2 separate regions of the Drosophila melanogaster genome follow, and region 2 is linked to region 1. Evidence: chromatin contacts called from public Hi-C data. All regions are on one chromosome and are shown on one strand. The core of a region is the stretch at or near the end of the contact, and the rest is flanking DNA. Distances in the headings are between cores, read along the strand shown.

The links. A called contact is a pair of places that touch in the nucleus more often than the background predicts.
Region 2: a contact with region 1 is called in a Hi-C map of the Kc167 cell line, with 5 times the contacts expected there. The contact joins the promoter of CG42588 here to the promoter of Hip1 in region 1. A contact is called at or near these places in 16 of 107 Hi-C or Micro-C datasets (the D17-c3 cell line, the Kc167 cell line, the OSC cell line and 8 more) and 1 of 6 datasets of contacts at active chromatin or transcription factors (the Kc167 cell line).

Annotation. Positions count from the first base shown.
Region 1 is chr3L:12,770,538-12,777,719 of dm6, forward strand. It overlaps Hip1 (Huntingtin interacting protein 1), which reads right to left and starts at 3,036. Exons shown (of 8, transcript NM_140340.2): 1 at 2,738-3,036; 2 at 1,625-2,046; 3 at 835-1,565; 4 at 669-778; 5 at 1-604. The coding sequence starts at 2,773. CG32106 reads right to left here. Exons shown (of 5, transcript NM_168514.2): 3 at 5,051-7,182; 4 at 4,919-4,996; 5 at 3,414-4,858. The coding sequence ends at 3,460.
Region 2 is chr3L:12,811,715-12,818,896 of dm6, forward strand. It overlaps CG42588, which reads left to right and starts at 2,540. Exons shown (of 10, transcript NM_140347.4): 1 at 2,540-3,166; 2 at 4,485-7,182. The coding sequence starts at 2,818. It overlaps Sap130 (Sin3A-associated protein 130), which reads left to right. Exons shown (of 11, transcript NM_168518.3): 7 at 1-172; 8 at 236-506; 9 at 566-736; 10 at 795-902; 11 at 966-1,322. The coding sequence ends at 1,115. Sf3a2 (Splicing factor 3a subunit 2) reads right to left here and starts at 2,305. Exons shown (of 1, transcript NM_140346.2): 1 at 1,314-2,305. The coding sequence starts at 2,193. The coding sequence ends at 1,399.

The DNA.
Region 1 (7,182 bases), core at 1,786-4,285:
AATTGTTTTGAATTTCCAATGCCTTTAAGCTGATTTGGCTTTCTGCGCTGGACAGCTGAAGCTTAACTTCATTGAACTCTTTATCCTTTTGTTCCAAGTTATCCATTATTTCTTGCAATTGAGCGTTTTGAGCTTCACTATGGCTTTTACTTTCAACACTCTGTTGTTCAATCTGAGTTAAGAGCAATGCCTTTTCCGCTTCAAAAGCTTTTAGCATTTTCTCGATATCCTCGGTCTTTGCATTTATTTGGCTTTCGGCGTTCGACAGTTTTTCCAGGGTGTCATTGAGGTTTCCATTAAGCTCTTCGACTTTGAGGCAATTTAGCCTCAGGTTTTCGGAAGTGGAAATAATATCGAGTTCCTGAATTTCCTTTTGTTTAACCACATCATCGAATTTCTCCTTCATCTCGTTTTTGACTGCTTCAAGATGTGCTATTTTCTCCTTGTGCTCTTCGATTTGCTTTTGCAGAATCAAGTTTGTTTTCTCTTTTTCCTCTACGTTTACTTTAATTTTGGAAATTTCATTGGTAAGCTCCTTAGTTTCCAACAATAGTTGTGAGTTTACTTGTTTCTCTTTATTTAAGGACTTGTTGCAATCACTTTGCTGATATAAAAGTATATGAATGAATATTAGTATAGGAAATAGAAAATATTGTGTTTCTGCATACCTCTCTCAGCAGCTGAATGTGCTCATCTCGAATCTTTGTGTATAGAGTTTTAAGTTTATTAAACTTTTCCGACGACAACTTGTGCTTTTCTTCTTCCTCCATAGCTTTTTCTGAAATACAAGGTATTTTTATATGACTTCATTATGTTTAATAAGCATTTAATTACGTAAAAGAATTGGGTTCTGATTCAGTTGCATCTCAAGATCGTCATTTTGCATCCGAAAGGTGGCACACATTTCTCTCGCCAAGACCAGATCATTTGACAGCACAGTATTGTTCTGTTGCAACTCCTGAACGTCGTGTCTGTAGCTTTGCTGCAGTGCGTCGAAATTTTTTTGCATTGCGTCCAATTTGAATGACAGCTCCTCAATGCTAGCCTCTTTCTCGCTGATTATACCCTCCAACATGCTAAGCTGCTGCTGGGCTTGACTGAAGGCTTCCAGCTCGTGATTGTTGGTATCCACAAGGTCTTCAACAACCGGATCGGGCTCCTGGGGAACGTGAACCACTGGCGGTACATAACTGGTGAAATCGTTTTGGGACTTGAAGTTAGGACTTGAGTCCGGCAATTCCGGGATTGTTATTAGGTCCTTGAAATACTGAAGCGGTCGCACGTTGTTGTAAAAACTCTTCAACTTTAAAAACAGACCGTGAAAGCGATCTCTGTGTCCGGAAACAACGTCGTATGGTACACCATCGTGTAGTTTAAACATTAACCGAACGCTTAAATCGTACAACGCATTGGAATCCTGGATAAGGCAAACTATTGGCGCTAATCTACATTGTCCCTGCGGTGTCATCGACGACATTCTGTACTTTTCCATAGATGAAAATATCGTCAATTGCAGCGCAATTATATCCTCCAAGTAGTCGAAAATTTCCACGCACAGTTGAAAACTGGAATCAATGGTTCTGTCTCAGTAGTTTGAAAGTAATATATATCTATTTTTACTTACCAATAATTTAAATCCCTATCCACAGCAATGAAGAGTTCCGTGAACGAAATGTTCAGGGTGCCGGGAAACATTCGATTTTTGTCGTGGAAGTTTAATTTTGTGGCCAAGAGCTTACTATACGCCTGTATGCAGCATCCAATATCGTCCTGCAGCAGGCCCCACATTTTTCCCACCTCCAGTATCATCTTCTTGTGGCTCTGCGAGTGGCGGATGGCACTTTCATGACCCTCTCGCAGGACCTTGTGCAGCAGATGCGAAAACTTCCAGGCAGTAAATCTACTCTGCATCAAAGGCTGCCGGGAGATGATCATCCAGAATGTTTTGGCCTCTTTGGCCTTGTGTATCATAATAATAATGGAGCGGGCATGTTTGGTTTTGAGTGGCGCTTCCAGGCCATTTAAAGCTTTGGACACGCTGACGTTCTGAAATGAAATGTAAATATTATAGTTTAAATGGCTTTTTATTGTTGTACACTTTCGAAGAAGTGACTGACTCAGCTTATAAGATATGGACGGATTTTGGCGGACGATATCTATAGTTTTATACTTTTTAGTGGAATTCGATCTAAAGGGGGTGACTCACTGATCGACTATTTAGTTTGGAAGTGCAAACATTTCGATGCTTTTAAAAATAAGATTCCAAACACCTACACCATGTGTTTGATATGAATTTATGATAACAGAAGGTAATCTAAATACTGGATTTCACTTCTTATCGTGCCGAATTTGGGTTGATAATCAAAAAATTTGAAAGGCCTTTGTGTGCACATTGAACAATTGATCAAAGTGGATGTAGTCCGCATAGCATTCATTGCAGTTTCTAATTTTCTGGGTCATCCGAAGCGGAGAAACTTGGGATTAGCATGTAGTGTAGTCTCTGTGGTGTTGCAAGTCGTGTGAAAAGCTGATGATATTTCGAGCTGTTCCATATAATCTGGTTCAAGGCTGACTTCTTAAGTGAAATGTTTATGCATATTTGAGCGGCGCGCCTGTAGTTGTGTGCATAAACATTTAGGTATTTACACTATGCACATGATATGACAACATCCGTGTGCCTATAATCTGCTGTGGGTATTCTTGGCGGTTTTCTTGGCTTTCCTTTGGGCTTACGTACCAGGTGGTAGAACTCCTTTTCGGCGTGAGTTGCCATTGTTTACTGACAATTCTTGGCGTACTTGCTGAACAAATTCGAATCATTCGCAGCGCGATATATGTGCATTAGAGCAAAGACAGCAAAGACATTGGAAACGGGAGTTATCTTATCTTATCAACAATGTTGGCCATTGTTTTCGTATTGGTCGCGTTCGTATTCATTCGGATTCCGATCGTGTGCGTGTATGAAACAATGAGTGTAAGAGTAAATTAGTCATATAAACAAATGTTGTTTTCCTTTATCGATAAAAGTTAATAGAGCTGGGCGGTGTTCCGATATGCGGGCTTTACCCTATCGATTCGTTTCGATAGTCATCAACTTCTTGCATCACCATTTTGAGCGCGAAAAAAAATGTTTTGCAAATTTTTATTTTTTTCCATTAAATCGAAGGATATTTGAATTGAAATACACTTAAATGAACCAATATTTAAATTATAACATCGAACGCTTTCAATAAAACTTCAGTTAAGTTAAAAATTTAATTTAATTTGATTTTATACGATGGTTTAAAAAAAAGCTTTAGAATGTGTTTTTGAAATTTTTGTGTACTGATTTTCTAAAAAGATAGATTTTGTTCGATATTTATAGATCTGCTACCATATTTTTACTTTAAATAAAAGAACGACAATTTTAATTTGTTTTTAAAGTAATTTTAATTTAATGTATTCTTCCAACTGTTTGGATTAAATTTGGTATTCCGATTGATCATAGTAATCCAAATGTACATTTTGCTGTGGCCAAAACATCTCGGCTGGGTATTGGTTTTGTGGTGGAATGTAACGTCGATTGGGATCTGGAACGGATGTCATCATCAGTTGCGGATGATGATATTGATTGCTATAAGGACAAGCGTGGTGTCTGAAAGTAGGATGCTGTTCTCCGTGAACAAAATTTGGCTGCAGTGAAAATTCCGGTGGCTGGAAGTTGGAATCCATGCGTGTTATATTATACTTATTCACGGTGCGTTCATAGAATCCATCTGGAAGCATTCGAATGTTCTCTTTTAGTTGAGGATTGTAGTCAGGGTTTCTGGCCTGAGAGGAACTTGGGTCTGAAGTATGTACAGATTCCTGAAAATGATGATAGGATCCATGATCCGGCTGACATTGTTCCTTCATTTGAAATTGATGCTGCACGGCTGGTGCTGAAGCTGGTGACTTAGTGGGCATCCACTGATCCCGCGGATCTATAAGGTACCCTTCATCGAAAGGAGTGACATTTTGTGGAGCACTCACAGAGATCTGCGGTTGTAGCATATGATCCGGTGGCTTCGTAAATCCTTGATGGAGACTCGGAGGAAGACCCGTGTATTGATAAGGACACGAGTTACAGGGCGGTCGTCCACAGGTCTGGAGTAGAATTTCCCTGTTACAGGGAGTTCTTGTCTCTATAAGAACGGTGTTCCCATTGATATTTGCCTGGTTTCTGATCCCAGCACTTTCACAACTACGAAGTTTTCGAGGTTGCATTAGGGTTACCGTTTCCAGTGTTTCCACGTCAGTCGATGTATTGGGAGCTAGTAATTGGGAGTTCGGAGGTGGATCTGTCCAAGTTAAGTCAGTAGAATACCCAGAAGCTCCAACCATAGCTGAATTATGCGACCCGTCCTCGTTTTGATGACTATCGCGATGGCTTTGGTCACTATTATTTCTATCACAAGCTAGGTATTCATCTTGTCTGTGCTGGTCAGGATATTGGCTGCTGGCCGAAATGAATCTTCCGCCTTGCGAATTGTTTGAATCATTTCTTTGAATACGTCTAAGTACTGGGTAAGATGTTTGGGATGGGGCTTTTCGTCTATTTTCTGAGGATGGTGGATTGTTACTCAAAGAATCAGAAACGCCTGGATGATTCTGCAGATTCCTATTTCTCCTTTCAATAGATTGCTCTGCTGTATTCGTTCTAGTAGATGGCGAAGAAGCTAGAACAAATACACCGTTCATTTGGCCAACAGAAGAATTGCAGTTTCGATTCTTCGTCCTTTTTGTTTTCTGGGTTTGTAGTCGAACGTGTCTTGTAGTCGCTGGTGCCATTTGAAATTGATTGGTATTGAGTCTGGTGAAGTTTAGACCAAATTTCCTCCTGAAATATGTTTGGATTAAAAGTAAGAGATCATAATTGTCGGAAAAGAAGAACACTCACAATTGTTTTGGCTGGGAAATGCCCAATTCTTCAGTGCTGCTCATACGAAATGGTACTTGCACCATTGGTGGCTTTTCTCTGGAATAAAGAAGGTTTTAGATATATAAACAATTATTTGTATATTTTTCATACCTTCCTTCGTTCTGCTGTGATATGTTAAGATCATTTGGACGTTGATCGTCGGCAAGGATAAAAGTTATTTGGCTTTGTGTAGGACTAATCGAGCTTTCCTCATTTCTAAGTTGATTTAAAATACTTGCATTTATACTGTAGTCCGGAGTTTTGCATTCACGACAGTTCGCATTTACGGTCTCTTCTTCTGTTGAGATATCATTGCATCTTACGAGTTCATAGTCATCTGAATCACTTTCACAAGTTTCGTCCTTGAGTACAAGTACGTTTTCCGGACAATTGTGTTTTTCTCTGCAATTTTCCGGTGAATATTGATGTGATTTTTCAGATGCATTTGTTGGGTTTCCTTGGGCGAATTGAAGTATCCAGCATTCTGGTGCTGAATTTGAGCGCTGCCTGAAAGATTCTTCTCGTTTTGTATTACAACTTTGATCTGTAGTTTGTTTTGGATCAACAGCAGCGTTTTGATGGCTTTCTAAATTTATTCTTTGATCCGGGTTTCGTTTCTCACTTTCTTGCGAACTTTCTTTTCGGGTATTTCTTTCGGTAATTAAATGGTCCGATTTTCTACTGATGTTACTTTCTTTTATATCAATGGCACTTTTATTTTGACTTGCTTTCAAAGCTTCTGAGAAACTGTTTTTGGATGTGCTTGGAGTTTGTGCTTCTGCCACTTCGTAATCACAATCTGTGGAGTTCTCTGGAAACGTTTCGCCTCCAGAACTCATGCGATTCTTATTCCGTTGTTTCCGTTTATTTCTTGTTTGATTTCGTGGCATATCTTGAATTTTATTTATAATTTGTTTAACTTTGTTTCGTTGGGGAGATTTATTCGTTTTCGAACTAAACTTAAGAGAACTATGAGATGTTTTTTCGATGCTGCTAATTTTTGAGTTTCTTTCCGGAGAAGATTCCTTTGGACATTCATTCTTCGATCCTTCAGAAAAGCACTCCCTTTCACTAGGATTAACACTTGGTGCAGTATAACTACTATTTGAAAAACTCATATCAGAAGATTTATATGAACTTTTACTCTTCACACTTTTTGGGCATCTAAAGTCGCTATTTGAGGATCTGTAGTCGCATTCAGTATCGGTTCTGCTGGAAACATAGAATTCATCACAATCATATCGGGGACATTGTTTTGTGGGCTGCTCCATTTCGGTTGATTGACTGCAAGTGGAGATGCGTTCCCTAAAGCAAATGTTCTTATTTAAGGTACTACCTCCAAATCTTTGATTAGTCCCTTTAATTTGTCCCGAACTTCGTTTCATAATACCCCGTTTGCCCATGGACATCGGTTTTTCACAAGATTCTGATTTTACTTGTTCATATTGTATGACATCCTTCCTAGGTGCAGTAGTAGAAGGTAATCGAGTTTGATTTCCTTGTGCGTGGATACATTGGCAGTAATGTTGGTTGCTTTGCCTATAAGTTTGCCATTTTGGCATTCGACATCCATTCACAAAATGAGGCTGACACACTGTACTCGGCATCATAACTCTTGTAAACTTTGGAACAACTCTTGGAATCCTGCACAGACAAATATATGGTTTCAAAGTTGGCTTGGGAACACATACAAAATGAGTTTTATTTTCGGTTTCCTTTGGGGTTTTCAAGTCCCCATCTTTACGGATTGAATTAGCTTCAACTTTTTCTTCTGACATTTTCTGACTTTCTGTGGAAACTGATGAAGACTTGCCATTCGATTCGGCCTGAGTTTTAGAAAGCGTACTTTTCTTTTCCTTATGATTCGCCTCTGATTTAGGCTGCGGTAATATGTTTAAAGAATTCCTTGATGAACTATTCTTAAAACTTCCTAATGATGCTATGTCTTGTGGATTAGAGGGCTTCGAATTCTCACTTTTATCGTCTTTTTCAGGTTCAATGGGTTCATTTGGGGATGAGTGCTTCGAATTTTCCACGCCAGCTTCATTTCTTTCATTCTGAATGCTACTTACATTTGTAGATTTCTCAGCAAAGCAGCGTGATATGTTTTTCTCTAGACCTTCAGTAGTTTTGCCAGCCAGTTGATTTCTAATTTGTTCGAGGCAGATCAAAACAGGATCGGATTCTTCTTCGATGGTTTGAGTAGATGTTTCGCAGGGAAATGCTTTATTTCCACGTCTAAA
Region 2 (7,182 bases), core at 1,290-3,789, 41 kb after region 1:
GCAGTGCCTTTGTGGATGTGCAAGCACCAACGCCGCAGCAACAGCAGCCTCAGCAGGTGCCTCATTTGGTGGGATCGACGCAGATGCAACAAGGAACGCGTATGAATGGTACTGGTAATAGCTCCAGCTCCAGTTATGACTGCTCCTCTAGGAAAAAGCCGCGACGATCGACGTGAGTTATTTGAGTGGTTGTATCAAATGATGCATGTTGATAATCTGATAATGTATTTGCCAGCAATGACAGCCAGCACTCTACGCAGAGTCAAGCATCCTTATCGCTGCCACCTCCAAGTTCGGAGCCAACGCCGCCGGCTGGCGCTTCGTACATGCAGAAGCACAACAATGGAGGACTACTGGTGACAGCAGCGACCCCGGGTGTTGCTCCCAACAGTGCGCCAGGCGATGCCAACCACCGGAACAGTACACCTGCTGTGGCGGGCAACAAGGAGAACGCAAATCCCGTCGACTTTGTGATTCGTCGTCCGCGCAATTGTGCTTTGCTCAATGTAAGTTGAAGGTTCAGTTCATTTTGTGGTAGTTAACAAATGATTCCGTTGATCTACAGACGTATAAGCCCACACATAAGTTGGCCAACAATCATTTTCATCGGTACACTGATGTTAAGCCAAGGGAGGAGCGGCGGGCCACAGTCATTGATCTGGCCAATCAGCCAAATGTGCAGGGCAAAATCAATGGATGGAAAATTTATCATTTACGCTCGCAAATGGAGGACTTGGTAAGCAATGGGCACGAAAGTATTGGTAGGCTACTTTGACTGAACTGATTTCTTACAGAATGAATCGGAAGTCTTTAGTCTGGGCAGGCTGGAGACCATGCTGCAGGATCTCGAAAAGGACAAGGAGAAGCACAGCGAAATTGAGCGAGTCACTGAACTGCTAAAGGTGCGCTCTTATACTTATATCCATTATGCTTGAATCTCAACATAAAACCAATTTACTTTGCAGGGAAACATTCAACGCAGCAAGATTATTACCGATGGCATCAACGAGGCACAGAATCAGTTAATGAAGATCTTCGAGCATAAGCCACACGTTTCTAATATAATCACCCGCTGCGCTTCGAAAAGGAATTTCAAGAAGCGCGAAAAGATCTAAAAGTAATTGACGAACGGAGATGGCCAGCCAAGTGTGTATTAATAAGTTGTACATTACCTAATTTAAGCAGAAATTATAGAATCCAAGATAATTACCTTAAACGCGATCGATTTGTAAGTCGTACAGCTACAAAGAAAACCAGCAATATTTTTTCAATTTATTAAGCTAGAAACACAAATACAAAAACCCTCGAGTTGTATTAAGTAGAAAATTGTTTATTATTTGAATATTTCTGTGGTAATCGGCTTGCGTTTGGAGAAATCCCGTAAACATTGTCGATGAATTAGTTGTTTGAAAGCATGGGTGGCGGTGGATGAACGCCATTGAACATGGGATGCATAGCAGGACGTGGCGGTCCCGGCATGGGGAATCCGCCTGGGGGGCCTAGTGCCCTATGTAGATTCGGCGGCGGTGGCGGCAGGATCTTAGGTTCGAACTTGAAGGCGAACTGAAGGAAGAACTGCTTGGTGTCACGGTTCCAGTGCGTCCAGAACTTGCCCTCACTCTTCTCCACTTCGCGGGACGGCACCTTGAACCCTATGGTCTCGTACGGCTCGGCGGCAAAGAGAAGGTACTGCCACTTGCGGTCTGGCGGCTCGATCTTTTGCTCGTAGGCGGACATGAAGCGGTGACGCGGAACAATGGACTCCGTGATTTCCGGGTAGTCCACCTGAAAGAGCAACGACTGCTGGCCGTTGCTGAGTTCACGCTGCTTGGTCACCCGGTAGCCGGGTCGTCCAATCTTGACGAACTTCTTCGGTTCCACGCGGGGCTTCTCGGGCGCCAGCAGCGAAGAGGGTGCCTCCTTTGCCTCCTTGGCGGCTCTTCTTGCCAGATTATCCTGATGCTTCTTGCCCTGCGTGTGGGCCAAATAGCTGCCCTCGTTGTTGTGCAGCGTCAGGCAGAGTTTGCACTCGTAGGAGCCCAGATGGTTCTTCATGAAGTACGGATCCTTGTTCAGATCGATTGTCTCCAGGGCCAGTTGACGCAGTCGCTCCTTGCGGTCGCGGTTCGTCTCCGACCAGGAGGCTACGCCTCCGCTGCCGGTCTTGCCGCCGGCGCGGTTTTGGAAGTCCATTTTGTAAACTTTATTTTAGTTTTCAACCGCACGAAGGAAAAACGTTTTGCGTTGGTAAAATTTCATGAAAATTTGTTGTACAGAACAGGGTTGTCAAGAAACGCCAATTCGGTTAGGGGTGGTAGTTTATCAGAGTCAATCGATAGTTCGTGTGCAGGATTAAAGTATTAAATAAATAATAGAATGTTTCATAAATCCATTAAAATTCTTAATGATAGTCAAATTTTTGCAAACTGTAATATACATAAAATAACTTATATATTCCTTTTGCGATGTTTTTTTAAAGAATTACATATAATATTTTGGTATATTTTCGTTCCGAAGCTTTGAGAATATTTTACTTTTTCAAAGCGGTCACACTATTAATTCGAGCTGCACATGCTTGATCTTTTTTAGAATTTAAAAAGTGAAAAATGTCTAGACAGCGATCTAAACTAAAGTAAACTAGTGTTGGTGACAAGTACTAGGCCTCGAAAAGCGTGTTTTATTTAAATGTCACTGCGTGGATTACGTCGGACTTGAGAAAAATCGAAGCAACGAGTGTTTAAGAATTTCGATTTCTGTCGTCATTTTCGTGGAATAAACAGTGCCAGTGTCTTATGCGATTTTTAAAGTAACCGCGAAATGGACAACTCCAGCAAACAGGTCATCATGGGTCCACCGGCGCCAATGACCACCACTTCTAATCAACCGAAGCCCGGTAATCCCACCAGCGCCCCTCCTCCACACGCCACCAAAACTGCTGCAGCTCCGCCCAAGCGAATAATTAAGAAGATTCAGCTGGATTTCAACAAGCTCAAGGAGGCTGGACTCGATAGGCAGCTGGCCGAGGTGCTTAGGAAGCAGAAGCTGGATGCCAAGAGGGTGGACGCCCCATCGTCCACCAGTCTTTCCACCTCTGCCGCAGCGCAGTCGACGCCAACTGCGCCAGAGAGCAAATTGCAGTCGCCACAACAACAATTGCGTCAGCCTGGTAATGCATACTTGTATATATATATATTTGCTTTAAGCTGTGCATCGCCCAAAAAACCGTTACAAACCCAGGGGTTTTGTACCAAGTGATACGAAAATCGTCTAAATGCTTCTACGAGTTTTGGGCACAGTACCGAAAACCAAAACGATGGTGCAACTGATTGAGACGCCGACAGATTGTCAAAGAGTTAGTTTTTGTATTAATTGTTCTGAGTTCGTCTCGCAGTGAGTGCGGCGCCTTCACTTTCTTTTCGTGTATCTCGATATATTTTATTTTTTACGTATTTCGAATGGCAACCTAAAATAATTTTTTTTAGTTTAAAAAAGTCTATTTTTGTTAAAAATTCAGGTCTATAGGTTAGAAATATTAGGATGGCTAACCATCTGTATCTGTATCTGAACATCTACAATATGTTCACTTGTCAAACAGGACGTTATTATTTCCAAAACATACTGCCAATAAAATTTATATTGAATAACATAATTTGGTATTTAATTATTTAAAACGATCGATATTTTAATAAGCCAAGAGAATCACATGTTTTACAAGGATATTTTATGTATATTTTAATATTCTTTTAATAAATAAATTTAAAAAACCAAAAAAAAATTAATTCGGGACATTTAGATTAGTTGGTACTTTTCTTTGAAATGAGATGAAATATACTGCTAATACTAGAACACTTCAATATTTTTGTCGTTGTTGTTAAATGTAACACAAAAAGTTTTTAACGAAAACTTTTTTTTAAATTTTAACAATTGAATAATGAGTTTAATCAATAATCATTTAATTTTTGTTGTTGTGTGATAGAGTACTAACTACGTAAAGCCATAAATTATGAAAATTTAATTGGTCAAAAGCAAATAAAATTTTACACTTAATTGTAAAATAGGGATAATGAGCTTAATTCATAAATATGATACCCTTGAAAGGGTAAATATTTTTTTTGACTACTCGTCTGGCAAACTAGATTCAAGACCCACTCGTGCCACAACAATTCGTACTCTTTCGGTGGTTCAATCGTCAAGTGCGCGCTCAAAATGAGGTTAGGGACGAAGCGTCGATGCGAGGCAACATAATTCCCTTTTTGGCCCGGGTTCAAATCCCATTGCGGTCAAACTGCCGTTTGTGTGTGCGATTGTTTTTGCTAATACATGCTCTATATGGTTTTATTTAATGTTTGCTTTAACAATGAATTGCATCTTTTATGTATAAGATGGCTTATTTCGCTTTAAAACTGTGCTCCTTTAACTTTGCTCCTAAGTTCTTCTGCTTATAGTTTCCTTTATTAATTATGTTTCACTTTTATAATTTTTAGCACCTCAGCCTCTAGTAAAGCGTTTTATGATCTCGGAACACATCGAGAAGATAGTGCCCATCCAGCCGACTCCAAATCCAACGGATGGTGACCGTTCCAAACAAGTGAAGGCGCTATTAAAGAACAGAATACTAAACAAGAGCTTAATCACGAACACGCAGGCTCAGCAGAAGCCCACAACTTCCAAAGCAGCGCCTAAGATGCCACCACCTGTTTGCCACGAAACAGCTCCTCGCAGTGGCGGGATTTCCCCAGCTCCGGCAGCCTCTTCCATGTCCATTGCCAAGGCGGACTTGACTGTCCGACAAAAGCAGCCGCCACTTTTGCTCAATTTGGTAAATCAGCTGCCCAAACATCGAGCCATGTGCGTATCGAGTGACAGTCCCTTAGTGAACCCGCACGGGACAGTGCATCAAGTTTCCCCAAGTCCACAGAGGATTCCAGTACAGCAAACTACGAATGTTTTTAGCCAACCATATCCACCTCCAGAGGTTCCTATAGCTCGAGCAGCTCCTACGGTTCCCACACAACTTCATAGGAGTCCAACACCGCCGCTAATTGTGCTGGAGCATAAGGTGTTGGCACCCAACGAGAAAATCGATTTGAGTGGGCTTCGGCTGCCCAATGCTCCGGTGGAAGCTACAAATTCTCCGGATAGCGCTGCAACACCAAATATCCAATCTAAAGTGATCAAGGGCAAGGTTATTATGAACGCCAATAAGTTTAAGGTTTCACGGGAAAAACTGGCCGAGATGGCCAAAGAGATTCGTAATCAGGCGGATCAGGTGAAACAACCTCAAGCTATGAAAACACTTAATTCAAAGGATGTTATTTCCACAATGGATACTCATTTCACTATTAACACAATACTTCAACCAAAACGAACGTCGCCCTTTTCATCACCAACTCTGAAAGGAAATATTGCTCCTTTGTATAATCCAAAGCCAAATAAAGCAACAGACTTTTCAGCTGGCTCAAGTATTCGTTCAAATCCATTACCTGTAGAATCAACAAAACAAACAATTATTGAATCGAATGAGTCTACTGAAGACAAGGCAATAGACTTTCCCACATCAGTGCCTACAACACCTGGAAATCGTTATTCGTCTGAACCAAATCAGGCCACTTCTAATTCCGTGGAACTAGAATTAGTTTCCAATTTAGAAACGGAAGGAGTTATGGCAGTTGCTAACCCAATTGATTTTCCTGTATATATTCCCTCAACTCCTGATCCGACTACCGAGTCAAGCCCTCTTAAGTCCTTTAATGAACCAATCAATTATCCAGAGGTGAATGCACTTGGATCAAGTACTCCTGTATATATTCCTATAACTTCGGAAAGAGGGCATTTAACTGCTGAGGTTACCACAGAATCGAACCTGGTTGATTTGCCTGAACCAGAAAACATACCTAAAGATATGAACGCCGACTTGGTTCAATCTGTTCCTTTAATATCCAAATTGAATAGGGAACCGAACACAGAAATAGGTGATATGCATTCTCAAGCGGACACATCAGCAGTGAGTCAAGAACAATCGAGTTCTTCTGCGGCCACATCACCAGAGCATAAAATCCAATCCGCTGTAGATTTCATAGCTCAATTGACCGCTGAAAATCCGCTCGATGAAAGCAGCTTTATGGATCTTTCACCGGAAGAGCAAAGATTGAGTGCTCTATTTGGATTTGGAGGATGTTCGTTTGCTAGTTCATCGGTTACGCAACCCGAGGAGGAGGAGCTACCCATCGGAAAGATTGTTAAAATGGACGATATGAATATATTGCATGCTACTTTGGATATAAGCAGCGACAGTACAAATGTACTGAGGATTAGCCCGAACGCAGTAAAAATGCAAAGCAGTGTAACATCATTGAGTACACCATTGGTGGACTTACAAGTGGGAGACTCAGCTCTGGAGGACACTAATATACACAATAACTTCCCAAACCCAGTAGATAATACCACTGCAAGCGAATTGCAAAATGTGAAATCTTCGGTAACCGAGACCTCAATTCAAGAGGCCAACGATGAAACAACTGTTATCACAACTTTGCCAAAAAAATGTGACGAAAAATCACAAGTGCCTTTGGAAGAGGTCAAGACAGCGTCAGATCCAGAGCCCTTAAAGGAGGTCAATCCTCCTGTGAAAAGGGCACCTATCAGATCCAAAAAAGCTAAAATTAATCTAGTGCAACGCACCAAAAGACCAAGCATCCAAAAGCCAATTGAAGTGAAGAAAGCCAAGTTAGATTTTGAGGAGGAGGACGAGCAGGCGATGGCTATCGATCACAGCCTGATGGAGGATCGATACGGAGTCCCAGGAATCGAGGTAAATGACAATTCAGCTAGCACGAGCTCAGACCAAATAAATCATAATTTATCTAGTGTTAAAAACAATCCAAAGGTGCCAGCAGATGAGAAGCAGTGTGAAGAAGAAATCAGTCCAGTTCAAGATGAAGATTCAGCGAAAAGCCAAGCCCATGAGGACAAAGATGATGAGAGTGAAATAAGTTACCAAAAAGAAGATAAAATTCAGTCAAAATCATCATCGGAACGAGACCTAACCCAGTTATACCACCCACCCAAAATGCCTAAGAATAAATCTACACACAAGACCAGTAGTCAGGAAGACTTCGAGGTTCCACAGCCCGCATCGTCAAGCAGTAATGTCTCCCTAATTGATGTCCTCTCACAAAATCC